2 separate regions of the Mus musculus genome follow, and region 2 is linked to region 1. The links are chromatin contacts, called in public HiChIP or PLAC-seq maps. All regions are on one chromosome and are shown on one strand. Each heading gives the region's core, a stretch centred on a gene start, on an enhancer-like site or on the middle of the called end of the contact. The rest is flanking DNA. Distances are from core to core; before and after follow the strand shown.

Evidence for each region. HiChIP or PLAC-seq counts read pairs in DNA pulled down with a chosen protein or histone mark.
Region 2: an HNF4G HiChIP or PLAC-seq map of pancreatic cancer cells shows a contact between it and region 1. The contact joins two enhancer-like sites. A contact is called at or near these places in 1 of 39 promoter capture datasets (the 3T3-L1 cell line) and 1 of 115 datasets of contacts at active chromatin or transcription factors (pancreatic cancer cells).

What each region holds. Positions count from the first base shown.
Region 1 is chr3:108,853,289-108,859,564 of GRCm38.p6, reverse strand. Fndc7 (fibronectin type III domain containing 7) reads left to right here. Exons shown (of 13, transcript NM_177091.5): 11 at 658-687; 12 at 3,155-3,216; 13 at 3,300-5,887. The coding sequence ends at 3,198. Among named protein-coding and RNA genes, the nearest start is that of Stxbp3, 16 kb to the right of the region's middle. Within about 2 kb of position 3,959, at least 191 of the 459 cell types and tissues checked have an H3K27ac peak or open chromatin away from gene starts, as enhancers often do. A contact at or near this core is called in pancreatic cancer cells, where this site is marked.
Region 2 is chr3:109,162,144-109,168,419 of GRCm38.p6, reverse strand. Slc25a24 (solute carrier family 25 (mitochondrial carrier, phosphate carrier), member 24) reads right to left here. Exons shown (of 10, transcript NM_172685.3): 9 at 4,851-5,001; 10 at 11-2,094. The coding sequence ends at 1,910. Among named protein-coding and RNA genes, the nearest start is that of Slc25a24, 42 kb to the right of the region's middle. Within about 2 kb of position 2,974, at least 97 of the 459 cell types and tissues checked have an H3K27ac peak or open chromatin away from gene starts, as enhancers often do. A contact at or near this core is called in pancreatic cancer cells, where this site is marked.

The sequences.
Region 1 (6,276 bases), core at 2,710-5,209:
ATTAGCTAACTCAACTGTCTTAGCTAGGGTTTTATTACTGTGAAGAGACACCATGACCAAGGCAACTCTTATAAAGGACAACATCTAATTGGGGCTGGCTTACAGTTTCAGAGGTTCAGCCCATCATCATCACAGCAGGAAGCATGGCAACGTGCAGGCAGCCATGGTGCTGGAGGAGCCAAAAATTCTACATCATGATCCAAAGGCAGCAGGAGACTGTGTCTTCTACACTGAGCATAGCTTGAGCATAGGTGATCTCAAACCCTGCCCCCACAGTGACACACTTCCTCCAACAAGGCCACACCTAGTCTAACAAGGCCTCTAATAGTGCCCCTTCCTAAGGGCCAAGCATTCAAACACATGAGTCTGTGGGGGCCATGCCTATTCAAACCACCCCACCAACCTAGTCAAATCTATGGACTTTAGGTTCAGGAAGAAAGACACTACCTCAAAAGCTGCAGGTGGAGAACAATCAAAGAAAGACACCTGACATCCTCAGGTTTCCACTTAACACACTTGTGCATGTGCACCAACATTAACAATTATAACTCACACACACCATAAATACACAAATAAATAAATAAATATGTCAATGAGTGTATTCTTAATGCCTATGTTTTAATTTAATTTAATTTTATTTTATTTTATTTTTTACAGTTACCTGTTCTGGCAGTACTCTTGGAATGGGTAAGTCATTTTTCCCAAGCAGAGAAATAGAAGAGAATTTGTGTGCCTGTGTTTCCCAGTTACTTAATGAAATTATGATCAAAGTTAATGCTAATTCCTAAGAATGCCACATGCTCCTTTGATGTAAGAGTGCCCTGCCTCCCTTCACATTGCGCAAACCAAGATGAATTCCTTTAGATGTTGAAATCTTTTTAGTCTTCCAGAGTCCCAGAGAAAAATGCAAATTTTTTGGAGGGCAGCTGGTTATTCCTGCTCCGCGCATACTTACTTTGGCAATGGTTCCAGCCTTGCTGCATGCTAACATTCCTTGGAGACTTTCAATTTTACTGATGCTAGGGCTCTGGCCCCTGAAGATCTGGCATAATTGTTCTAAGTCGAAGGCTGGGCAGCAGGACTTTTAAAAGCTCCTCTGGTGGTTTTAAAGTGAAGTGAAGGCTGAGAATTGCTGCGGTAAGCAGGGCTTCTCCCCCAGCTGGTGCAGAGCCCCACCAGGCACATTTGGACTTGGCAGGGGCAGAGGCTTTCCACACTAATGAGGTGAGGTCTGAACATGCTTTGAATAGCACAGCCTTAGACAGAAGCAGCCCCTCCCCCTCTCTGAGTAAGCCATTTGAGGGCCTCGGCACTACCGTGGAAATCATTGTGTCTAGGAAGGATTTCTAGATTTCATCATTTTCTTCTGTGAATACTGGACTAGTCAGATCAGGATTCTGGCTGGCAAGGACCCCTCTTGACCTACTAAAAGGAGCCCTGGGGATTCTGTTTGCTTAAGTCTTCCTTGATTCTTGGTCTATCATAAATCTTACCAACCCCATGAGTTGACTTTTTTTTTCCAGGTCAGGGTCTCACTATGTACCCCTGTCTAGCCTGGAACTCACTTTGTAGACCAGGTTGGCCTGGAATTCACAGAGCTCTGTCTGCCTCTGCCCCACCCCTACCCCCAAGTGCTGAAATTAAAGGTTTTACAGCACAATGCCTGCCTGCCTGAATTGACTTTTTTTTTTTTTTTTTTTTTTTTTTTTTTTTTTGAGACTATGTGTAGCCCTGGCTGTCCTGGTACTCATTCTGTAGACCAGGCTAGCCTCAAACTCACAGAGATCTGCCTGACCCTCTTTCCTGAGTGCTGAGATTAAAGACATGTGCTACCATACCACCGTGAACTTGCTGATCTTGTCTGAAATGACCTTCTAAGAGACAATATTGGATTTAAATCCTGCTGCTCTTATTTGCCAGTAGTTGAACTATTCAAATTCCTAAGCCTAGTTTTCCTCATTTGAAAACTGAAGTAATAGTCACTTCATAAAACATAATGACATTAAATGAAATGTAATTAATTGGACACAGTGAGAATTCAGGGTCAATTTCATCTCATAACTCCCTAATATGTTCTAGATATTAACACTTTAACCTTAGCCCTCATAATACTTGAACACATTAGTTTTTAAGTATGGACCCAACAATACTCACATTATCTGGTAACCTTTTAGAAATGTCGCCTCTAGGGTTTGGCCAAAGACCTAGTAACTGAGAGATTCTGGAGCCTGGCAACTCTGTGGGTTTGGCTTGGGTGTTTTGTTTTGTTTTTCAAGACGGGGTTCCTTTGTGTAGCCTTGGCTGTCCAGGAACTAGCAACTAGCTCTGTAGTTCAGGCTGGCCTCAAACTCACAGAGATCTGTCTACCTCCACCTCCTGGATTAAAGAGCTGGGATTAAAGGTTGTTACACTACAGTGCCCGTAAAATGGGGCTGGGGAGGGGTTGATTGTCTCTAAGGTTGTGCTATTCAAAGCCTATTCAGACCTCTCACCTCATTAGCACATAAAGCCTCTGTCCCCTGCCAGGTGCGCCACCACCTGGCCAGCAACTCTGTTTTAACAAGCAGCCTTAGGTTAGAGGATCCGGGCTCTAACTTGGGAGAGAGCTTTTGTTGCTGGAAACCTGATGCCTGGCTAGAGGAGAAAGTGACAGGTGTGGGGTCTGTGTGCCCTGTGTGGTATCCTTCTCCTTTGGTACCCAGCCAGCTTCAGTGTCACCTGCTCATCCTGTGGAGCTTTGGAGACTTTCTTCCCCACGACATCTTTAGCAGTTGAAGGTTCATGTTCACCTTGTGCAAATGTCTGAATGAATGAAATAGTGGAGGTTTTTTTTTTTGGGGGGGGGAGTGGAGGGCACAGCAAGTTGGCCTGAGGGTAAAAGAAATATCCCTCATCCAATCAGTACTGTGAGCCCAGGGATATTTAGAGGATTCACTTCGTGAAGCAGGGGTTTAGTCACGCTGGTTTGTCAGAAACTTCTGGTCGCTTTGAACAGTTTGGTAGCTCACGCTCCTCTTTGCTTGCTGTGAAGTGCTATAAAAAAACAGCTTTCTGAATATTGACAGTAACAAATTTTCAGCACTTAAGCAATGTCTGAGTTTGTGACACAGCCTCTGTGTCCTCTTCCCTGTCCCTTTCTTCCCTGTCCCTTTAGTGATTTACAGAGGGAAGAGGAACGATACAGCGAGCCCCAGGTAAATACAGATACTCCACAAGGTGAGCAGAGAGCATTAATTCTTTCTGATTCCACAGCAAGATTTTGTCCTCTGTTTTGAAAATTCTCCTCACTTCCCTTCCAGGGTCCCTGTGTTGTTAGTGAGCAGCCATGGAAACTCGCTATTAGAACACAATGTACCGTAGGATAGGCAAAGCTCCTTTGCGCTTTAAAGGAGGAACTCAGACTGTTTGGAGAGGACAAGGTCAAGTGTGTCGTTGGCTGCAAAGAAGTTCAAGATGAGCTGTGGAGAGGAGGGGACTCCACAGAGGAAAGGCCCAGAAAGTCCCCTGGAAGGTTGCCAGACTGAGTCAGCACACTGTCACAGCCTGGATGCATAAAAGCCACGCTTAGCAGAAACTTGTTTGGGGGCTTCATATCCAGACACACCACAGAATGTCGCCTATCCCAAAGCCACGTAGCCCAGGCTGGCCTTGAAGTCTCAGTCCTTCTGCCTCAACCTCCCAACGTGTCGGGTTACGGGCATCCACCATTATGCTCCATCACAAACTTTAATACTTCCTGGCCAGGGGTCTCTCAAAAGCTTCCCTACAGCATCCTCTCCGCAGAAGTATGGAATTGCACACCCTCAGTCAAGCCATCCTCCAGAGGACAGCATTCGCCCCCAAGACAGGCCTTTGTTGAGGCCTTTAAGCTTGAGTCTAGAGCAGCTGCTGCTAGGGCAACTGTGTGGTAACAAACGCCTTCGGCCCAGGTTCCCGGGGAAGCTGAGCTGCCTGCAGACTTCACTGAGTCAGAGAGCGCCATGTGAGCAGACATCTGCCAGAGCCTTTGGGAAAGCAGAAGCGTAGGTCTGTGGCTGGAAAGACTGTCATCACGCTCTCGGAGTGAGCAAAGACGTCAGGCGGAGCAGCAGCCAAGGGCAAAGAGTCTCAGACTGTGACAGGCTGACATGCACACACAGCCTTTCAGGGTTCATGGATCTCGCAGTCTGTTCTCTATGCTCTGCGCACATTGTAATGGCTTCCTTCCGCGATCCGAGAGAAGAAAACGGTGGATATATAACATCAATCTGTTGTACCTAGAACAAATGTTTGTCTGTCTGATGCCAGAAAAGTAATTTTAAAATAGCATGAGTATGATTTGTGTCACGAGTTCTCAAAGGCATGGCTGTAGTGTGTGAAAGGGTGGCTCAGTGGTTAAGAGAACAGGCTGTTCTTGCAGAAGACTCGAGTTCCATTCCGAGCCCTCTCATGGCAGCTTATAAACATCTGTAACACTGGTTTGGGGTGAGGGTGGTGGCGGTGGGGGTGGGCCATACCCTCTGTCTTCTGGCCTCTGAGAGCATCAGGCACCAAATGGTGCACACGCAGGAAACTTAGACACGAGGCCAGCAAGGAAGAGAGCGCAAACTTCCTCTCCTGCATCTTCTTTCCATGTATGAGGGCACATGCCGGTAATCTCAACCCTCAGGAGTCTGAGGCAGGAGGATCATGAATTCAAGGCCAGCTTGGCACACATCCTGAAATGTCTCAACAAACAAATCAGGGATGCAAAAACGTTTCGCTGACAAAGAGATTTTATTACTATCAAGTATCCACTTTTAAAAAATTTATGTTTTATTTTACATAGATGAATGTGCTGCCAGAATGTATGTCTGTGCACCACATGGGTGCCTGTGGAGACCGGAAGAGGACATGAAATCCCTTGGGATGGGAGTTACAGGTGGTTATGAGCCGCCTTATAGGCACTGGGAACTGAGCTCAGGGTCTCTGCAAGAGCAGCAGGTGCTCTTAATCAATGAGCCATCTCTCCAGCCCCTGTTTATTTTTTATGGTTTCATACACATATACTTTGCATTCTGAACACTCACCCCTCCACACACACACACACATCTCTACTACCTCTGCCCGATCCCCCCCACCCTCCACCAATCTCGCTTGTGTTCCTGGATGTTTCGTTTAGTGTCCCAGAAAGATTTGCCAGGACCATCTGTGGGGTGTGATGGGCTCAGCAGAGGACACCCAAGTAAAGACCACATCCCTCCTCTCAGAGGATCGACTGATAGCCCATGCTTCAGAGGTAAAGGGTGGGGTCTCATAAGCCCCTGGATAAAGAGATCTTTCCCAGAGACAAGCCAGTTCTAAAAGTGGAGTTAAATGTCTCAAGTACACAAATGGAAGGGGGTTGAGTTTTGTTCACTTAAAAAAATTTTTTTTTGTTTTGTTTTTGCCAGTCAGAATAGTGCACACCTTTAATGCTAGCACTCAGGAGGCAAAGATAGGTGGATGTCTGAGTTTAAGGCTAGCCTGGTCTACCTAGGGAACTCCAGGCCCGAAAAAGCTAGCTAGTGAGACCCTGTCTCAAAAAAAAAAAATGTTTTTAGCTGGGTACAGAGATGTATACCTTTAATCCCAGCTCTTAGGAGGCAGAGTCAGGTGGATCTCCATGAGTTCGAGGCCAGCCTGGACTAGACAGTGAGTTACAGGACAGCCAGGGTTATAGAGAGACCTGTCTCAAAAACAAACAACAACCAATCTAGCCAGTAGTGCCGCAGACCTTTGATCCCAGCAATCAGGAGGCAGAGGCAGGCAGATCTCTGAAATCGAGGCTAGTCTAGTCTACAAAGCAAATTCTAGGACAAACAGGGCTATATAAAGAAACCTTGTCTTAAAAAAAATAAAATAAAATAAAAATAGAACAGAACAAAACAAAACAAAAAAATGTTTTTCATGTATTTAATTAATTTTTGTCAATGAACAACATAAGCCTCATTATGAAGAGCTCATATGTACATTATTACACTGACCTCATGTTCAGCCCTATTATCTTCCTTAGTCCCACTCCACAGCTCTCTTCTGGTTTCTGAATACCACAGAGGGAACAACTGTTACTCACATAGATTCCCAGCTGTCATTCTAGAGACATATATTAATTAGATATTTGGATCAGGCCTGGAAATGGCAGTTAGGGTGGTTGTTTTTTCATGATCACCAAAGGATTCTGACATGCAGAAGTTTGGAACTGCCTTGGTGGATTATTTTCTTGAAGTAAGATTTCAGTGATGAGAAGCTGAGATGATGGAGGCCCGTGGCCTGTGA
Region 2 (6,276 bases), core at 1,725-4,224, 310 kb before region 1:
GTGACTATGTAGCAATATCAGAATAAGCTGTGTTCAATAGGAGGGTTTTTTCCCCAAAAAAGATACAAGATGTACAGATAAATCAGTCATACCTTACACATGTTCACTGGGAGACGATTCAATTTCATAATGAAGTATGGCCATTTTCATAGTTTTTATCAACTTAAAATTCCAAAGACATTAACAGTAATATGCATTTCCATAATTGTTACACATTTTAAAAAAGGTGTGAATCATGTACCTTAATATTGTCATTCTAGGTATTACTCCAAAATACAATAACCCCGAAGATGAAGCAGAGTCCCCTCCTTTCTTTATATAGTACAAAAATACCAAGACAATGCAGGCATCCGTAGTACAAACCAAGCTGTGTTTTAGAATAAGTTTCATAAACACAGGCCATCTTTCTCTTTGGTTCAAAAAAAAAAAGAGGTAGGTAGGTTTAAAGGTAAAGATTTTCACTAGACTTTTCAGAAAGCAACTATATAGAAATTACCAGAAACCAAATGAGTATATGGACTAAATCTTAAAACATTAAAACTATCTTTTTTGTTTGGTTGGGGTTGTTTTGTTTTGGAGACAGGGTTTCTCTGTGTGCCCCTAGCTGCCCTGGAACTCTCTCTGTAGACCAGGCTGGCCTCAAACTCAGAGATATGCCCACCTCTGCCTCCTGAGTGCTAGAACTAAAGGCATGTGCCAATATTGCCAGGCTAAGACTATCAAACATCTTCTTATAGAAAAAATAATATTTTTCTAAGTTTTAAAATAAATCATAAAAGACTACAAAATCAGCTTTAGTTTAAAAAAAGGAAATGCTCTTGATATTACAAATTTTCTGTCATCTTCCTAAATCTTGAGGCAAGTGAATATGTAGATGAATATTATGCAGATTGAGCCTTTCATTAAAACAGGTAGATGAATATATACTACTATTGAAGTGTGCTGGTGCCTTAGCTTTGTGCCGCTCCATTTGAGAAGCACAGGTTCAAAGACCTCAACAGTAAGAGGGAAACAAGGGTTTATTTACCTGAACTTGACACTCAAGTAGGAGAAGGGCAGTTTCAGATTACTGTGAAGGTCCCAAGGAGCCTTCCTGATTAAGAGAATTTGATTAAATGAGTAAAAAAAATGAACAAAACCAAGATGCTCACTGGGAAATGGTACAAGTCACAGTTTTGTTCATTGATGCTTTTCAAAGTGATGACCGAATAAATATGATCTTCCAAATGACCTGTCCCCTGTCAATAATGTAACAACAATGTCAATCAAGGTCTAAAACTAGGGCCAAACAGCAGGGCAAGTAGAAAGAAGCATGCCCACTGAAATAAGCATTACCTCACGGCTCCTGTCCGCTGAATGTGCCTTCTATAATTCATTCCTATTCTGCTTACAGATGAGGAGATAAACTGTGCAAAGTAGACTTTGAATATAGTGATTTTTCTACTAATGTCTCTGTTGGGAACTTTTACATCTACAAAGACATCTAAAATATATTAAACAATTTAAGTCCTGAGGCTTTCTGATCATTTTTGATTTTTTTAAAGTTTGGGTGAAAAAGAAAAATTGACATGAGCTTGAACCAATCAGAACAAAGGTTAGTGATTTATAATCCTACCACACAAAATGATTTCATCTCAAGCCAGTACATTTTCAGATTTAGGGTGCAGGGCAGAGATCTCTATCAGCAAAAATACAGTACAATTTTGTGGTTTCTTCACTTACTGGAACTACGATTCAGAGCATCGCTGAAGGTATAAAACTGAACCCAAAGGCTTGTAGTGATCACGGCTACACTCTTCCCTTTGGCGAGGCAAACAGCTTCCTTTGTGATAGACTTGATGCAACCCCAGAAGTCACTGGAGAGCACTGACAGTCTCGGTCACCACAGAAAAGCAAAGGCTTGGACTGGTCACTTCTGAGCTACTCCCAGGGTCTGCTTCATATTTTCATACACCACATAGCTGATGCCCACGGCCGGGAGCACTTTCATGAAGTTTGGGGTGATGCCTCTGTAAAGTCCTGACACTCCTTCTTTGGAGACGATTCGCTGAAAAAGGCCAACCATGCTCAGCTGCGGGGCTCCTTCTACCGTGGCTAGCAAACAGATAAGCAGACAAACAAAAATAGATAAACAAAAATGGGGAGAACCAGGCTAATCCAATATTTAAGCACGTCGAATTATTGTCACAACAGACCTTTGAGGATTCACAATGGGGTCTAAACGCAAAGAATCGATAAAAACCAGTTCCAAAAGCAACTCTCTTTGCCACCCGCCAGCGTGTTACAGTGACAGGCGCAGCAGCTCATTAGGAATGAGGCGTGTGCTAGATACTAGGTTAATGACTCCCCGTGCCAGTCCTCCAGGACAAATACATCCACAGGAACTGGAAACTTGGAAAGACAAGGAACGTCTCCTGAATCCTTAGTTAGCAAAACCAAGAACCCGTGGTTGGTGACACTGAAGCCCAACACTCTACCACCCCCAAGCACTGACGAGAATGGTTAAATTCTGGATAGTAAGGAAAGGGGAGATTTGGAGATGTTTAGGAAGAGTACAGAGCCCTGGGTGTTGTAATTATCTCAATGTGGGGGAGAGAAAAGAGTGAAGAACGGAGGAGAAGAAAAATGAAGGGGGCAGTGAGAGGAGGGGGCAGCCCTGAAACTGTTGGTACAACAAAAGACAAAGGCTGCAGCAGGCATGGGGGAGAGGACATGGCAATTGCTGGATGTGATTATTAACCACAGGCTATCACGAAGCTGGAGATGCCCACGTGTTGGGTTATTTGCCTATGTCCTATAAGTTGAAGCATTTTCCATGGGATAGAGAGGTCCCTAAGACTAAGTCAACAAACTGTACCAAGCTCAGATACCTTCTGAAACTAGATGATTCACAAGGCCACTCCCCGAGCCCTGGGGTTACATGAGCAGTTATAACTATTGTGGGCAGGAAGCTCCAGCCCAAGTCTCTTGCAGGTTATGCAGGGAGCTCCGATGATTCAGCTTCTGTGGCTGGTGGCTTGTGCAGATTGCAGGCTGAGGGGTAATGAGCTGCTGGTGATGCAGCTGTCTTTGAGCTATTCAAGCTCCTGTAAGGAGCTATCTATCACCCAAGCTCCAATAAGAACCCCACCAAACTCACCGAAGCACTACGCTAGACGTGGGTAGACCTGTTTCTTTGGTCTGTCCTTGCCATATCTGGGTGAACAGACAGATGTCTGGAAATGTCACACAGCAGCATAGTGGGGGTCAGAAAACAGAGGTGGAGCTAAAACTGAAGCATGATATGATGGATAAAGACTTCGAAACCCCCTCTGAGAACTATGGGATTTATTCTGAAAACTCTGAAGAGTTATTTTTAAAAAATGGTTTTAGAGACACAATATTTGGGCCTTGATGAAAAATTGGCAGATCTTGGCAGCCATGCTAGGCCAGGACTGGAGCTGATGGGAGGGGGAAGCTCACTGGGCATCTGCTTAAATCCCTGAGTGGGTCTGAACTCCAGCTTGACTCCAGCTCAAATTCATAACCTTGTGGACATTCCTTAACTGTTCTTGCCTGTTAGTCATTTGCCAAATATGGATGATAGTAGCATCAAGCTCCAAAAGTGGTCACCCTAGCTAACTGAGAGACTGCACACATTTAGTTTGCTAGTTTGCATTCCTCTCTGCAGCCATGATTGGCTCTCAGATCCTCAAATACACCACTGCGGGCCTGTGCCCAGCTAGCTCCTGCACTGCAGCCTGAGGCATCCACTGGGATTAGGCTAGAACTGGTGCCATGAGGAGTTTTAAAGGGCCATGTTCTGGTCGCACCCATGGCTTTTCCACTCCACAGTGACCGATTCACACCTGACTTGCTGCATTTTCTAACCCTAGCATCCATTCCATAGCATGTCTTGAAAAGAGTTTTTCTGAGTGAGTGACTGGTTGAAAGAGGGATGGCTGCATTGGGAAGAAGGGTGGGGTGGGGCCCAGGTGCCCAGCCAGTGTGCTTTCATAAGAGAAGTTATAGTAGATGAATATGACCAGGGGAAAAAGAAGAGCGGAAAAGAAAGACAAAGAGTTCATGTTTCCATGGGGCAGTCAGCCAGAAACAGCAGGAAGACAGCAGTCAGGAAGTGGCAGGAGGGTAGGGGTATCACAGCCTGGGAGCCAGCAGAGAGACTGTCACAGAGGGGAGGACTCCGTGCCAAGCCTGGGGTCTGAACAGCACTGACAAGCAGTCAGGCCACCACTCACTTCAAGAGTTTAGCAAATGCCAAATTCTTTTTTTTTTAATCTTGTTTTTTATTTTATGTATATGAATATTTTTTCTTATAGGTATGCATGTGTGTACCCCATGTGTACAGTGCTCTCAGAGTCCAGAAGGAGTCAGATTCCTTGGAACTGAAGATATAGATGATTGTGAGCGGCCATATAAGTGGTGGGAATTGAACCTGGGTCCTTTGCAAGAGTATCAAGTGTTCTTTACAACTGAGCTATCTTTCTTTTTTTTTTAATCTTTTTTTTAATTAGGTATTTTCCTCGTTTACATTTTCAATGCTATCCCAAAGGTCCCCCATACCCACCCCCACCCCCGCCAAATTCTTTATACATACTGCAGCTAATCTCTATTCATAGAAGACAACACAGGAGAGGGGAGCTGGTGGGAAGGGGAGTGGGCTGGGGGAGGGGAGAGTGCTAAGACCTGAGCACATGTTAGACCTTAGGCTCTTAAAACAAGGGTTATTTCTATAAAGGAGTAACAATAACATACAGAGAAAGAGACAGGGAGAGACAGACAGAGAGAGACAGAAAGAGACAGAGAAATCCATGAAGTGTCACCATGGCCATCCTGGAACCCAAACTCACCTTGAGCCTGCATGCGAGTTCTCACCAAAGCCAGGGGGTAGCTGGCCAGCTGCCCACAGGTGCTGGATAGGGCTCCACAGCTCAGCAGCACCATCACGCCAGGGTTGACCGAGTCTTTGGCAAAGTTATCCAGCCAATAAGACTTCAAAAGCTGCGCCAGAAACAAAGAAGAAATCCATCAAAATGGCTCATTCAGCCACTGCGTTAATGTGAACATCTCCAGGGTTGTTTTGTGTAGTCAGTCAACTCTTTAAAAGTAAATTACTTGGAGCACAAAAAATATATACTAAGACATTATATATTTGTAGTAGATTGAATGAGAATGGCCCCCATAGTCTCACAGGTTTGAAATCTTGGCCCCTAGTTAGTGAAATTGTCTGGGAGGAAGAATGTCACTGCAGGTGAGCTTTGAGGCTTACAAACCCACCCATTCCTAGTTAGCTCTCTCTGACTCTTACTTGTAGATAAGGACGTGAGCTCTCAGCTACTGCTCCAGCACCATGCCTGCCTGCCTGGCTGCTGCCATGCTGGTCATGGACTCACACTCTGAAAATGTTAAGCCCCAAATAAACACTTTCTTATAAGTTGCCTCGGTTGTGGCATCTTATCAGAACAATAATTTAAAAATATAACCATTACTTTAACTTAACTATTTTAAGTTTTTTTTATTTGTTTGTTTGTTTGATAATGTTGTATTTCTCAACAGAAGCCTTGTGGGTTGGGAGTTGTCAGGGTGTTATATTCAAAGTGCTAAATTTAAATAACAAAACCCTGGCAAACAGTATATAGACAAAACTGTCTTTTGAATACAAAGAAGAAATTAAGAGCTCCACAGACAAATAAAAGCTGAAAGAAAGTGCCACCACTAGACCTGCGAGAGATGACAAAAAGGCAACCTTTAGTCTCAAACAAAATGGCAACAGACAGCAGCAGAAAACACAGAAAGTCCACGGTGAAAGTGAATAAATAGAAAATGACAGCCTTATGATATTGTAATGCGGGTATGTAAATAGCTTTGAAATCTAGTATAGTTTTCAAAAATAAAAGGACAAGAACTCATTGTAAACCCATGTTAGAGGACACACTGTAAAAAGACACACTGCTTGTCATCAAAACAGGACAGGGGTACCCAGAGGTGTGAAGGAGTGGGGCCTTGTATATAATTGTAGTTGACTCGACACAGATTGTTAAAATATCGAGATTTTTATCTTGGAAGGATGCTGGCTTAGTAGGAGGCGTTTGGGAATGCCTCCTCTGTTCCTACTTTTTAAAATAAATTTCATATGAAAGGTTCAATACAGAGAATAAAGAATCAGCAGCAATCATTTATCACTGTTGCAGAATATCAACAGGCTTCAGAGTCGGTGTCTTTATACCAACATCATCCCAGTCACGTGGGCCATGCCTTGAGCTACTGATGTTTAAA